Regions from separate parts of the Sus scrofa genome. Here region 1 is linked to region 2. The links are chromatin contacts, called in public Hi-C maps. All regions are on one chromosome and are shown on one strand. The core of a region is the stretch at or near the end of the contact, and the rest is flanking DNA. Distances in the headings are between cores, read along the strand shown. Region 1 holds the start of CDH1 (cadherin 1). Region 2 overlaps CDH1 (cadherin 1).

Region 1 (2,859 bases), core at 319-2,818, 43 kb after region 2:
AGATCCTAGTTCAGATTCCTACTCTGCTGACCCTGCGGCAAGTGGACCCCACCCTCGGAGCCTCCCGCTTGCTCATCCGTAAAACGGGAATTGCCCACCCCCCACCCTCTTCCCACACATCAGGTTTTTGCAGCCTGAAATGACCAAACAGTTTCTAAGGGGTCAGGACGACATGAGACCCACTGATGGCCTCCAATAAGTGCCCACCCCAACTAAGTTAACCGTGCAAGACAGCCTCCTCAACCCCAAGCCCCTATCGCGGTCTAAGTTTAGATCCCTGCATCGGCTGAAATTACAATAGAGTGTCCTGTGAGCCAGGGAAGAAAGAAAGGGCTTGCCCAGGGGCTTGGGAGGGCAATTTCTCAGACCCTTCCCTCTCCCATCCCACCCTGATCCGGGACACCCGTAGCGCGCTCTCACCTCGGCCCAGGACTCGGCCTCTCTCCAAGTGCCGCCGGGGCACGGTGAACGTGTAGCTCTTGGCGCCAAAGCCAGGATTGCAGGGCTCCGGCTCTTGGCAGAGCCACGATGAGACCTGGGATGGGGGAAGGAAGGAACCGGGTGACTCGGGGTGGGGTGGGGGGTCCCCTCCTGCCCACACCGAAACCAACAGCGCCTCCCCTCCCTCGCTCCCGGCGCCAGGCTGTGGGAGGGAACCACCCCTCCCACTCCCGCCCCCGGGGCAGGCAGTCACACCGAAGTCTTTCATTCGGACACCTGCGGCCGCCAAGCTCCCGGGGATTCGCCGGAAGGGGGCTGCTGGGTCACCTCCTCCAGACCTAGCACCCCTTTCCCCTGTCCTTCCAGTCTCTTTTTTAATTTCCCGGGAGGCGTCTTTATTCTTCCCAATTCTACCGTCCTTGTACCGAGACCGCTTCCACTCCTAAGTCCAGTTCCTCAGACGGAGGGGCGTTCCAACCCCTTTTGGACCCCACTTTCCTGTCCCAGGGGGCGCCCCCGTACCTACTCACTACCCTTCCTTTACAGGGCAGGTGCCTTTATTTCCACTGGTTCCCCTTTCTTTACCTCAGGGGTCGTTCCCAGGCCGCTTCACCTGGGCTCCTCTATCCCGTACCCCAACCCCCACCCCACTCCGGGCCTTCCCCTTCCCCACGGAGTCCCCAGTAGCTGCAGCGGGGCGTGCCCCCCCCCCCACCTCGGGTATTTGCCGGAGGGAGTAAGCAAAGCGGCACTCGCCCTTCACCCGCACCCGCTCCCAGTTCCTTCTCCATGGAGTCCACCACGGCGCAGTTTCCAGGCGGTTCAGGCCCTTTGAACCCAAACTTTTTTGGAAGAAGAGGGAGCGGGGACGACAGGAGCGAGGAAGGGACGACGAAAGAGAGGAAGGGGTTAGGGGACCGGGCGCGGATGGTGGTACAGGGAGGCATTCCCTTTAAAGTCGGGGACCCAACGTACCTGCAACAGCAGCAGGAGAGCAGAGAGACTGCGGCACGGAGGGCCCATGGCGGGCCGGGCGGGGACTGGGTAGGGTCCGGCCGGGCTAGGCCGGGCTAGAGTCTGGCAGGACTTCCGCGAACTCACAGGTGCCTTGAGGCTCCGGACGCCACTGAGCTGGGCAGCGCCGCGGGAGCCAGGTGAGCCGCGAAGGTCCCGCCCCCGGAACCACTGATTGGCTGAAGGTGCACCTGCCAGCCGCAGCCAATGAGCGGCACGGCGCGACCTCGGCTTCCTCCTCGGGCGTGGGCGCAAGCTCCGCCCCCGATCCCGCCCCCCTGCCTCGCGCCGACCCGGTGACCCTTTACAGTAGACTCAGGGTAGGGGGTAGGAGCGCCACTGATACCTGCTACCACCAGGTTTAAATAACAGCTTCACTAACATCTGGGGCGAGAAAGTATTTTACCCTTTAACTACTGTCTTTTTAACTGCAGGTCTCCGTCGGTTCGTGGATCTGCGAATCAATTCACTGGATAGGATCCCCCTTTCAGAGGCTCAGTTTCTCCACCTTCCAAATGGGAATAGTACTAACCTCTCCCTATGTCGTGATGAAGATGACATGCAGTTAATAAGACCAGTGTTTCCGGAGTTCCCGTCGTGGCGCAGTGGTTAACGAATCCGACTAGGAACCATGAGGTTTCGGGTTCGATCCCTGCCCTTGCTCAGTGGGTCAACGATCCGGCGTTGCCGTGAGCTGTGGTGTAGGCTGCAGACTCCGCTCGGATCCAGCGTTGCTGTGGCCCTGGTGTAGGCCAGCAGCTTCAGCTCCGATTAGACCCCCAGCCTGGGAACTTCCATATGCTGTGGGAGCGGCCCAAGAAATGGCAAAAAGACAAATAATAATAATAATAATAAAATAAAACTAACCATGTTAATATATATATATTAAAAAAAAAAAGACCAATGTTTCCTGCACCATAAAAGCTCTATACAGATATGAGGGGTAATAATAGGTGACAATAGGTGCTGGGCATTAAAAGTTACTGTGCCAGGCTCTGTGCTAAGCATTTCAGTAACCACCTCATTTAGTCTCATCTCAAGACGCACATGAACTGTTATTATTCCCATTTGATAGACAGGCAACTGAGGCCTAAAGAATTTGAAGCCATTAGGGAGGTGGCCACCTCCCTCAGATTCTAGTGTGTCCTTTAATGTTGACTGGAAAAAACTCATTAGTAGAGTTCCTGTTGTGGCTCAGCAGTTAACAAACCCAACTAGTATTCATGAGGATGCAGGTTCAATCCCTGGCCTCACTCAGTGAGTTAAGTATCCTTGGTATTGCTGTAACCTGTGGTGTAGGTTGAAGACGAGGCTTGGATCCAGCGTTGCTGTGGCTATGGTGCAGGCCGGCAGCTACAGCTCCGATTTGACCCCTAGCTCGGAGCTACAGCTGCCAGCCCACAC
Region 2 (3,222 bases), core at 144-2,643:
TGGTGGGTTCGATCCCTGCCCTTGCTCAGGGGGTTAAGGATCCAGTGTTGCCGCGAGCTGTGGTGGAGGTCATAGATGCGGCTCGAATCTGGCATTGCTGTGGCTGTGGCTCTGGCTGTGGCTGGCAGCTGTGACTCCTATTGGACCCCTAGCCTGGGAACCTCCATATGCCATGGGTATGGCCCTAAAGAGCTAAGAAAAACAAAAGAAAACAAACAAACAAAAAAACCAAATAAATTATTCAGTGTTAGGATAAAGTGTTAATAGAGAAAAAAAAGCAGCAGGGATGGAGGGGACAATTCCATAAAAAGTTTAGGGAAGGCCTTAAAAAGAGGTATTTACAGAGATGGTGCCACCTCTGGCAGCACGGTGTAGCAGGGGACGGCGCGCCAAGGCTGTGCAGGCACCGCACACCCTCTGCTGAGCCCCGTTCTGGTGCTGAAGACCCAGGCGTCAACACTGCAAGTAGTGCTCCCTGCCCTCCTGGGCTCACAGTCTAGTGGAATGAGAGTAACACCAGCATATGGGTCCCACATGGGACCTGTTCCTTCAGTCTAGAAGGGCCAGAGGGCTCCCCACTCCCTTGCCCCCTTGAGAGCAAGGCCAGAAGAAGGAAGAACTCGCTTTAGTTTTTATTTATTTATTTATTTTATTTTATTTTTAGGGCCACACCTGCATCATACGGAAGTTCCTGGGCTAGGGGTCAAATCAGAGCTGCAGCTGCCAGGCTACACCACAGCCACAGCAACACAGGATCCAAGCCTTGTCTGCGACCTACGCTGCAGCTTGAGGCAACGCTGGATCCTTAACCCACTGAGTGAGGCCAGGGATCAAACCCATGTCCTCATGAATACTAGTGAGGTTCTTAACCCACTGAGCCACAATGGGAACTCCAAGAATTCACTTTTAAACCCTCTGCCACTCCAGGCCTCTCTTAGGCAGTTCAGAATTGAGCCCTCTGATAAAACCGCACCCTGCTGAATCTCAACTGGTTTAATTCTGTCTCAATGGGACTCTGGTGGCTGAGCTGGAGAACCTGGGGCCGCTTCTCTGCTCAAGTCCAAGACCGAGGAGGATCTGGCTTCAGTCTTCCAAGGTGGACATGAGCTGCCAAGGAATCTCATCTCAATTCATCTAAAAAGGGAGGCGAGGGAGGAAGGCAGAGGCCTGCTGCAGAGGTGGACGGGGACCTGTTTGCCGTCACAGGGAGGGAAACTGGTTTGGTTTCATCAAAAGGAACAAGAAGCCTCTGACTTGCACACTAAATTGGAGGGGTTTTATTATCCCAGCTTCAGGCTGGGTGTTAAACACACAAACACTGGATCCAGCCAGCCCGAAGAAGAGACACGATAATTGATCATTCCCACTGGCTGAAACCCAGCAAGCATTCCTGTGGCCAGGTTGGGCAACTCCAGGAACTGTTTGCTTATTGATTAGAAAGAAAAGCCTCCTTCCCACACCACAGAATCTGCCCACTTTTCCTTTCTGTTGGGCTCCCCCAGGGTAGGGAGGGACCCACGTTCCGAATTCCAAAACAATTTGGAAAAACCTTCACCTCCAACTCCTGCCAACCCCTCACAGGAAGGGGCACAGACCTGGGATGGGGGACAGGGTCCAAGGTCCCTGTGCAGCAGGAGGGACTCTCCCGATCTTGGTGGACCACTTGTGAAATAAAGTACTTTGACCAAAATACCTCTAACCTCATTTCCATCAGGGTCTAGTATAATGTGTCCTGAGACTCTCCTGGGACACTTTTAAAAATATAAAAATAAACAGACCAGGCCTGGGCGCCATGCCCCAGGCTAACTGAATTAGATCTCCAAGGCTGGTAATGCCCAGGCCAAGGTATATTTCAAACCTTCCCCAGGCACTTGGAGCACCCAGGGGAGGGTGGAAAATGATCCTATACAAGAGGCGTAACAAGTTTACATTATTACAACCACGTAGAGAGACGGAAGCATCACTCTCTTTTATCAGTAAAGGCTCAGAGATATTAAATGGCTCTCCCAAGGTCACACAGCGATGAGTGGCAGGGCTAGGATTCAAGAGCATGTCTGTCTGGTCCCAAGACCTACAGTCTTAACCCCTGCACTGTTCTGCCGTCCACACCTGATCTCCTGGGTCTCCCTCCTCTGCAGGATATGAGCAGACGCAGTCATCTCCCTTTCATTTCCTCAGAGCTGTTGGATGATAACATGATGGGAAAAACACACACACCTCACATTCCTCAGGCACCTCTAAACAGGGTGTTTTATTACATCCTTTTTTTTTTTTTTTTGTCTTTTTGCCTTTTCTAGGGCCACTCCCGAGGCACATGGAGGTTCCCAGGCCAGGCGTCAAATCGGAGCTGCAGGTGCCGGCCTACGCCACAGCCACTGCAACATATATTCATTTTTTTTTTTTTCCTCCTAAATCTTAGTTTTTTGTCTTTTAATTTCAAAAGCAGTACCTTGTGTACATGCAAGGGGAAAAGTAACAAAACACAGATGACATAGCAGCATTACTCATAATAGGTCCAAAGTGGAAACAACCCAGATGTCTACCAACTGATGAAGGAATAAACTGTAGTACACCCACCCAAGCGAATGTTATTCAGCAATGAAAAGAAATGAATTACTGCTAAAAGCTACACCATGGATAAATATGCTAAGAAGCCAGTCACGAAAGACCATGTACTCTATGGTTTAATTTATATGAAATGTCCAGAATAGGCAAATCCATAGACCCAAAAACAGATCAGTGGTCACCTTGGGTTGCGGGGCTAGGGATGGGAAGAGCCTGGGGGTGCCAGCTAAGGGGTGAGGGATGATGAAATGGTCTAAAATTGTTTGCAATGGCACAATTTTCAATATATTGAAAAGTCACTGACTCCTACACTTTAAATGGGTTTTAATGTATGATGTGTGGATTATATCTCAAAGTTATTATCAAAAAAAAAAAGAGAGAGAGAAAAGGGCCAAAAGCACAAAGCACTCATGGTCCCAAACATGCAGAGAAGCCACTGTCAGAGCTTGTGGTGTCCTTCAGGCAAACCCTGGTCTATCCCCTTCCAGATTCACTTACTCCCTGATCTGCATCCCATAATATCCTCTGTTCTTCTAAAATTAGGGTATAAACTCTGTTTTTAAGGATCTTCCTCCCCAATTTTCTTCTTTCCATTTGCCCATTTAAAAATCAACCATATACTTATTGGAATGGATAAAACAGGCATAGCTACTCAGC

Evidence for each region. A called contact is a pair of places that touch in the nucleus more often than the background predicts.
Region 1: a contact with region 2 is called in a Hi-C map of liver, with 2.3 times the contacts expected there. The contact joins the promoter of CDH1 here to the enhancer-like site in region 2. A contact is called at or near these places in 1 of 5 promoter capture datasets (liver), 6 of 47 Hi-C or Micro-C datasets (embryonic fibroblasts, liver and skeletal muscle) and 1 of 2 datasets of contacts at active chromatin or transcription factors (skeletal muscle).

Annotation. Positions count from the first base shown.
Region 1 is chr6:18,154,418-18,157,276 of Sscrofa11.1, forward strand. CDH1 (cadherin 1) reads right to left here and starts at 1,569. Exons shown (of 16, transcript NM_001163060.1): 1 at 1,417-1,569; 2 at 421-535. The coding sequence starts at 1,464.
Region 2 is chr6:18,111,973-18,115,194 of Sscrofa11.1, forward strand. The region is part of intron 2 of CDH1 (cadherin 1); the gene reads right to left. Among named protein-coding and RNA genes, the nearest start is that of TANGO6, 42 kb to the left of the region's middle. Within about 2 kb of position 1,394, at least 5 of the 83 cell types and tissues checked have an H3K27ac peak or open chromatin away from gene starts, as enhancers often do. A contact at or near this core is called in liver, where this site is marked.